Regions from separate parts of the Sus scrofa genome. Here region 2 is linked to region 1. Evidence: chromatin contacts called from public Hi-C data. All regions are on one chromosome and are shown on one strand. Each heading gives the region's core, a stretch centred on a gene start, on an enhancer-like site or on the middle of the called end of the contact. The rest is flanking DNA. Distances are from core to core; before and after follow the strand shown. Region 1 overlaps PLCB1 (1-phosphatidylinositol 4,5-bisphosphate phosphodiesterase beta-1). Region 2 overlaps PLCB1 (1-phosphatidylinositol 4,5-bisphosphate phosphodiesterase beta-1).

Region 1 (3,242 bases), core at 478-2,977:
CTGTCATCTCAGATTTTCTTTCCTGAAGTACAGGTACTTCAAGGGATAATTTAAACTGCTTGATCGCAATCATTTGTGCAAAATTGATTTTCATTTAATATTTATGTTGTCCTGCTTAATTTTATATAACCTCAGAATGAAAAAGGCTTCAAGGAAAATTAAAGGTTTTTAATTTGAGGAGTTACATATGTACACTTGAATTGATAATAGTGTCTTTCATTGATAACTTAATTTGTGTGACAGTTTTTACTGTGCTTATTTTTTAAATAAACTCAATATTTTAAAGTAAAAAACAAAAACCAACCAGGAGCTCCCACTGAGGTGGCTCAGGTCACTGAAGGTGCAGGTTCAATCCCCACTGGGCACAGTGGGTTAAAGGATCTGACATTGCTGTTATCTTCAGCTCAGATTTAATATGCCGGCCATAAAAACAAACAAAAACAACCCAAAAAAAGCACTGCCTAGAGCACCCTCTTTCCTCTCCCAACACTCTATACCCCAAATTCTACCTCAAATATTACTGTATTACACAACAGCATATTATCAATGCCTTAAATCAGGAGGCAAAACACAAAAGACCAACACAACTACAGTAGAAATAACAAAACAAGGTGGAAAAGCTGTTAAACTAAAAAAAAAAAAAAAAAAAAAAAAAAAGAAAAAACATGATTTCATTGAGGAGAGAGCCAAGTCAACTACATCAAATGATTACATTATTTAGTCCTTATGTCATCTTCTATTAGAAGTTTTTTGTTTTGTTTTGCTTTGTTTGCTCTGGCCCAGAATGTTAATTGTGCATTTAACATTATCACCCAGAATGGAACTTCAAAATTTTTTTGTAGATTTACTCTTTTCCATTTTCCTGGAAGCCAAGAGATATCAGTGGTGAATGGTGTGAGGTAGGGATTGAGATTAGGACAGTAGTAAGGGATTTATCGAGCTGGTGTAGAATATGACATTGCACTGGATATTGTATGGCATTGTGACTGCAACCAGTTTAGAGAACTACTAGAACTGCAATTAACATTTAAAGATCAGATTGCTGGGTATAGCTACTTTGGCTTGACTGGTGAAATAGGAAGACCCTATTTGCAGGTGTGATGAAAATATATTTGGCTATATTTTAAACTCTTTATCTGTTTATATTCCAGGAAAATAGTTAGACATGCTTGGATATTAGAGGCAACACACCAGTTATTTATCTGTAGGTATTTTTTAAAGTAGATAGAATTTTGTTTATGGATAAAGAACATTTCCTTAGGAAAGGAGTAGTCACTCAGGATTTGAATTTAACTATATCATTTTCACAGAAAAAATAAAAAACTTAGGTGTACAAATTGAGCTAATTTGTCTTCCTAGTAGCCTGGCTAAAAACATGTGTCTAATGACTGTACAGTATTTAAGCTAGCACGAGTGCGATTTACATTTTTCAGGAATGGACAAATGAGGTTTTCAGTTTGGCAACAAACCTGCTGGCCCAGAACATGTCCAGGGACGCATTTCTGGAAAAAGCGTAAGTAGCTCTAATTTTATTGCTAAGGGTGTTACTTCATCTGAGTCAGTTTCCTTTCTCCTTTGTGAGTCTTTTGTTTATGCTCCACTGGCTTCTCACATTGATAAACATAAATTTCCCTGTGGGACTTGTTAGAGAACTGATATGTCCACTGTTTGGAATTGGAAGACTTCCAGGAAAGCTGGCTCTGTCCTCAGAATGGCATATCCGCGTTACACTGTGCTCCGCTGAATGTCAATGCCTTTGACACACAGTAAGGAGATACTTCCAAATCCTGGCAGCTGTACTCAGAACCAAAAATTATTCATTTCAGAGCATCTTTGGTCCTACATCTGCCTGTGTTGTATCAATTATTAATCTGAGGAAGAGAATGAACAACATATGGGACTCAATTCTGAGTCTGAGAAATTGTGATAGATGCTACTTAAATCAATAGGCTGATGTCCTGATTCCTGCCATGATAGACCACTGCAGCAAGGGTTAGTAAGAAAAGAGAAAAAGGATGTAGAGGAAAGAGCAGAATGAAAAAGAAAAGGAAAGAGAGCAAAACAGGATTACTCAATAGCTCTGGAATTACACAGTCTCTTCTGAAATTTATTTGACCAAGGAAAATAATGATCTCTGCCAGATGAGCAGCCAGGAAAGCTAGTTGTTTTCACTTTGGAAACTGTGGATGTCCAGGAGGCTGGGAAGCCTTGAAATCAAAACCACAAGCAGAAACATTACTAGGTGGTCCTTTATTTTATTTAACGACTTGCTCTCTTCGCTCTTCTTCTGTAAGACATCCCATCCCCATAGTTCCAGACTGAAGACTCCAGCCCACATTTCCTCACACCCGTCAGTGAGTTCCTTTACTGTGTCTTCACTCAAATACTCTTTCATGTGATCATCTCATCACTTTACTTTGTCACCTCAAGGACCCTTCCTATATCCTTTTCCCTCTTCCCCTTCCTTTATTACTCTTTTTTCATTTTCTTTGATCTTACCATTCTTCCTCTAACAGACATTTCTAGAACATCTGTTGTGCCACATAATGTTAATGAAAGGTGAGAAGAGGTAAATAAGATGTTTTACCTGAAACATTGCATAACTTGCAAAACATCTAGTTGGCTCATCCTATTTACTGCAAATGTCCATTTCCAATAGCTATGTCCCTGTGAATAGCTTCTATGTACATTCTAGACCATGCTTTTCAGTGAACACATTATAGGCATTTCTGTTGCACCTACACCTAGGTATGGGATTGCTGTGTCATAGTGAGAGCAGTTGGTAGTCCCAGTTTGCACACCCATCAACAGAGTTTGTAAGTTCTACGACTCCTTCTCTCTAGCCACATGTCCAGAAGCAGCTGAAGAGAAAAATGGAGTTGTATATTGACACAATGGAATACTATACAGTAATGAGAGGGAAAGATCTACAATGAAAAGCAAAAATATGGATGGATCTTTAAAACACAATATTGAGTGAAAGAAGCCAGACACAGAGTTCCCATTGTGGCTCATTGGGTTAAGGACCTGATGTAGTCTCCATGAGGATGCAAGTTCAATCCTGGCCTTGCTCAGTGGGTTAAGGATCTGGCGTTGCCACAAGCAGCAGTGTCGGTCACTTGGCTGGGGTATTGCCATAGCTGTGGCATAGGCCTCAGCTGCAGCTTCAATTCAACCCCTAGTTTAGGAACTTCCATATGCCACAGTTGTGACGATTAAAAAAAAAAAAAAAGAAGGAGAAG
Region 2 (3,242 bases), core at 331-2,830, 72 kb after region 1:
AAAAAATTCAAAAATGATCACCTATTTCCTTTTAATTATTTTTCATTTAGTCTCAGTTCTTTTCCAACTCTAATCAAAATCTTGGCAATCTACAATGTGCCATAAGAAGATCTCTGATTGGAGGCTAAACAAGTGAAGGAAACTTTAAGCTTGAATGTAGGAAGTTCTTCAATTAAAAAGTTTATCTGAGGAGTTCCCGTCGTGGCGCAGTGGTTAACGAATCCGACTAGGAACCATGAGGTTGCAGGTTCGGTCCCTGGCCTTGCTCAGTGGGTGAACGATCCGGCGTTGCCGTGAGCTGTGGTGTGGGTTGCAGACTCGGCTCGGATCCCATGTTGCTGTGGCTCTGGTGTAGGCCAGTAGCTATAGCTCCAATTCGACCCTAGCCTGGGAACCTCCATGTGCCGCGGGAGCAGCCCAAAGAAATAGCAAAAAAAGACAAAAAAAAAAAAAAAAAAAAAAAAAAGTTTAGCTGACATTGGAACAATCCCTTTGGAAAACTGTTTGGCATCATCTGCAAAAACTAAGCTGAACACATACCTATGAACCTCTGGGCCCCAGAGAATTCCATCCCTAGATGTACCCCCATGAGAAATGCATAGAGCTGTTCACCAGGAGATGTGTACAGGAATTGCTTAAAGCAACACTGTTCAGACTAGCCCATGAAGAGATAAGTAAATCATGGTATAATCATGCCACAGAATAATGAGCAGCAATAATGATCTACAATTGCACACAGCAGTATGGACAAATCCCAGAAACACAATGTTGAGTAAAAGAAGTCAAATGCAAAATGAAACAAAACAACACAAAACAACAACAGCAACAGAAAGTATCCACTCTATGCTTCTATTTATATAAAGTACAAAAACATGCAGAACTAACCTGGACCATTGGAGGTCAGGAGATGGTTACCCTTGGTGAAGAATGACTAGAAACCCAAGGAGGTTTCTGGACACTGGTTATATTTTGTTTCTTGTCCTGGGTACTGTTTCCTAAGGTCTGTGTGATCTGTTTATGGGCTGTACACGTATGCTATGTGTACTTCTTTGTATACCAATCATATGTAAAAAGATTTAAAAGTCATTTTTAAAAATTGAAATATAAACTCTAGGGCAATCAGGGAAAAAAAAAAAAAGATTGGCCAAGACTCTTTCTTTTCTTCCATGTTTCCACCTCAACTGCCAATTACTTTTATTGTTTAGATTAAAATCCTCATCAACAGATGTTTTATAATTCCTTGAAAGGTTTTTTAGGTTTTGGGGTTTTTTTGGGTTTGTTTTGTTTTGTTTTTTGGTAGTTTTTGACTGGGTGTTTCAAACATTATTATGCAATTCTGATTCTTTTTTCAAAAATAACTTTTGTTCCCAGTAAGCATGTTCTTTTTGCAGTTTTGGAATGAATGTCACTCACAGGCCACCTCTTTCTCAGGATGATCCTGTCTCTTGAATGCTAGTGAGGGAAACGTGCCTTCCTTTGCATGTGGGAGCTTGTTGTTTTACCATCTGCCTTTCCCAGTCCCCTCCCTTTTATTAACTGGATACATAACACAAATAACGATTTTTACAGGCAGTGAACACTGTTGCTTAATTCAGAGAAAGAGCAAGCAATCTGTTAGTAATTGGGTAGATTTCCTAAGCTAGCTCCCGAACTCGGTTGTGCAATCTTTATTTTGATGGAAAGTTTTGAGCATTTTAATATGTAGGTATGCCCCTGAATAAAGAGCACTGCTCATTTACCATTTGCATCAGGAACACATGTAACTTAGATGTTTTCAGCATCGGAAACCCATGTAACTTGAAACATTTGAAATGTTTCGTATATCAAAGCTCGTCTATCACGGCCCCTGTTGGCCACATCCTCCCCCAAAATCTAGCTCTTTGCCTGTACCCTTGTCAAAGAACTGGAATATAGTAAATTTTTATTGTTCAAAAAGATTCCTCCAAGTTCCCTCTAAAAATGTATAAGGGAGAAATCAGTTTCCTGCTCATAGAGTAAAAGAAGATAAATTCTTTCTTTCCCACGTATGTCAGAGAATGGCGGGATTATTTGAAATGACTGCTGGGTTGCTGTGACCCACGAAGCACTGTTCTGCCAAACACCTTCCTAAATTACTCAATCAAAAGAATCCCCCCTCTAATTAAAAAAAAAAAAAAGTTACAAAAACTCGAGGCAATAAACTTGATTATAAAAACTTTTTAACCTCTTAAAAGAATGTGTCTCTGATAGAATGTTTTCTAGTCAAAGTAGAATTGATTCATCTTATCAACTAACAGTATCAGCATCATAGTTAGTTACATGTGGCTTCCCTTTAATAAACAAACTGTAAATTATAAGCTGTGTTGGTTCTAGACATCTTTTCCCTCTAAAGATTATTTCATGAATACTTTGCTCGCTGCTATCATTCAGTAATCGATTGAACTTTGTCAGCCAAATGAAAACATTTATCAGCTTCTTGGAGGCAGTGCTGGGGGCAGTGTCATTTATAGAGATTGAGAAGCTGAGAGAAGGCAAGGAGGGGAGGTACTAGCCCATGGTAAATTACCTCACTGTTGAGCCAATATTGCCATCTACTGGGCTTCTTATGCTATTGCACCAAGTGGACCCTGAAAGAAGTCAAATCCAACAATTTAAAAGTATGCTTTATTTACTTTTTGACTTGAACATCTTGTTACATAATTGATATGACTGAGTCTGACTGAAGCCCAGAACTTGGAAGAACATAATGCCTTATATCAATGGGAATATTTAAGCTAGTGGAATCAGCCACCTAATCTTCAGAAGGAAAAACAATCTATTGAAATGACCATATATTGGCTAAATGTGAAGCTGCATTATATATGAATGAGGTAATTTCTATGCATAATTATTTTAGAGTTCACCCATTTTATCCTACCCTTTTAAACAGAATATCACCATTTTTAAAGATACGTGCACTGTTTAGATGACAGTACCTCCATCAAATAAGCCTGTAGGCAAGTCACAGGATACAGCTGATACCTTACAGTTTTTGAGGAATCAGCTGTGCTACTGTAGCACCTGTTCCTGTCCCAACTCTTGTCCCCTACCTTGACTTGTGTGAGGTCCTCTCTGGACTTGGAAAAGTAGCACCAAATGTCACTCAGTGCCAGCCAAGCACCACATAGAAAAATCGGGGCTGAGAAAAAGAAAGAGGGAAAAGTGATAGTTTATCTGTTTTAGAATCATGGACATCCTGAAATAAAATATACATGTACCAGAGA

Evidence for each region. A called contact is a pair of places that touch in the nucleus more often than the background predicts.
Region 2: a contact with region 1 is called in a Hi-C map of liver, with 2.2 times the contacts expected there. The contact joins two enhancer-like sites. A contact is called at or near these places in 3 of 47 Hi-C or Micro-C datasets (embryonic fibroblasts, heart right ventricle and liver).

Annotation. Positions count from the first base shown.
Region 1 is chr17:17,513,139-17,516,380 of Sscrofa11.1, forward strand. It overlaps PLCB1 (1-phosphatidylinositol 4,5-bisphosphate phosphodiesterase beta-1), which reads left to right. Exons shown (of 33, transcript XM_021077401.1): 5 at 1,434-1,513. Among named protein-coding and RNA genes, the nearest start is that of PLCB4, 400 kb to the right of the region's middle. Within about 2 kb of position 1,728, at least 24 of the 83 cell types and tissues checked have an H3K27ac peak or open chromatin away from gene starts, as enhancers often do. A contact at or near this core is called in liver, where this site is marked.
Region 2 is chr17:17,585,096-17,588,337 of Sscrofa11.1, forward strand. All of the region lies in intron 14 of PLCB1 (1-phosphatidylinositol 4,5-bisphosphate phosphodiesterase beta-1), which reads left to right. Among named protein-coding and RNA genes, the nearest start is that of PLCB4, 330 kb to the right of the region's middle. Within about 2 kb of position 1,581, at least 9 of the 83 cell types and tissues checked have an H3K27ac peak or open chromatin away from gene starts, as enhancers often do. A contact at or near this core is called in liver, where this site is marked.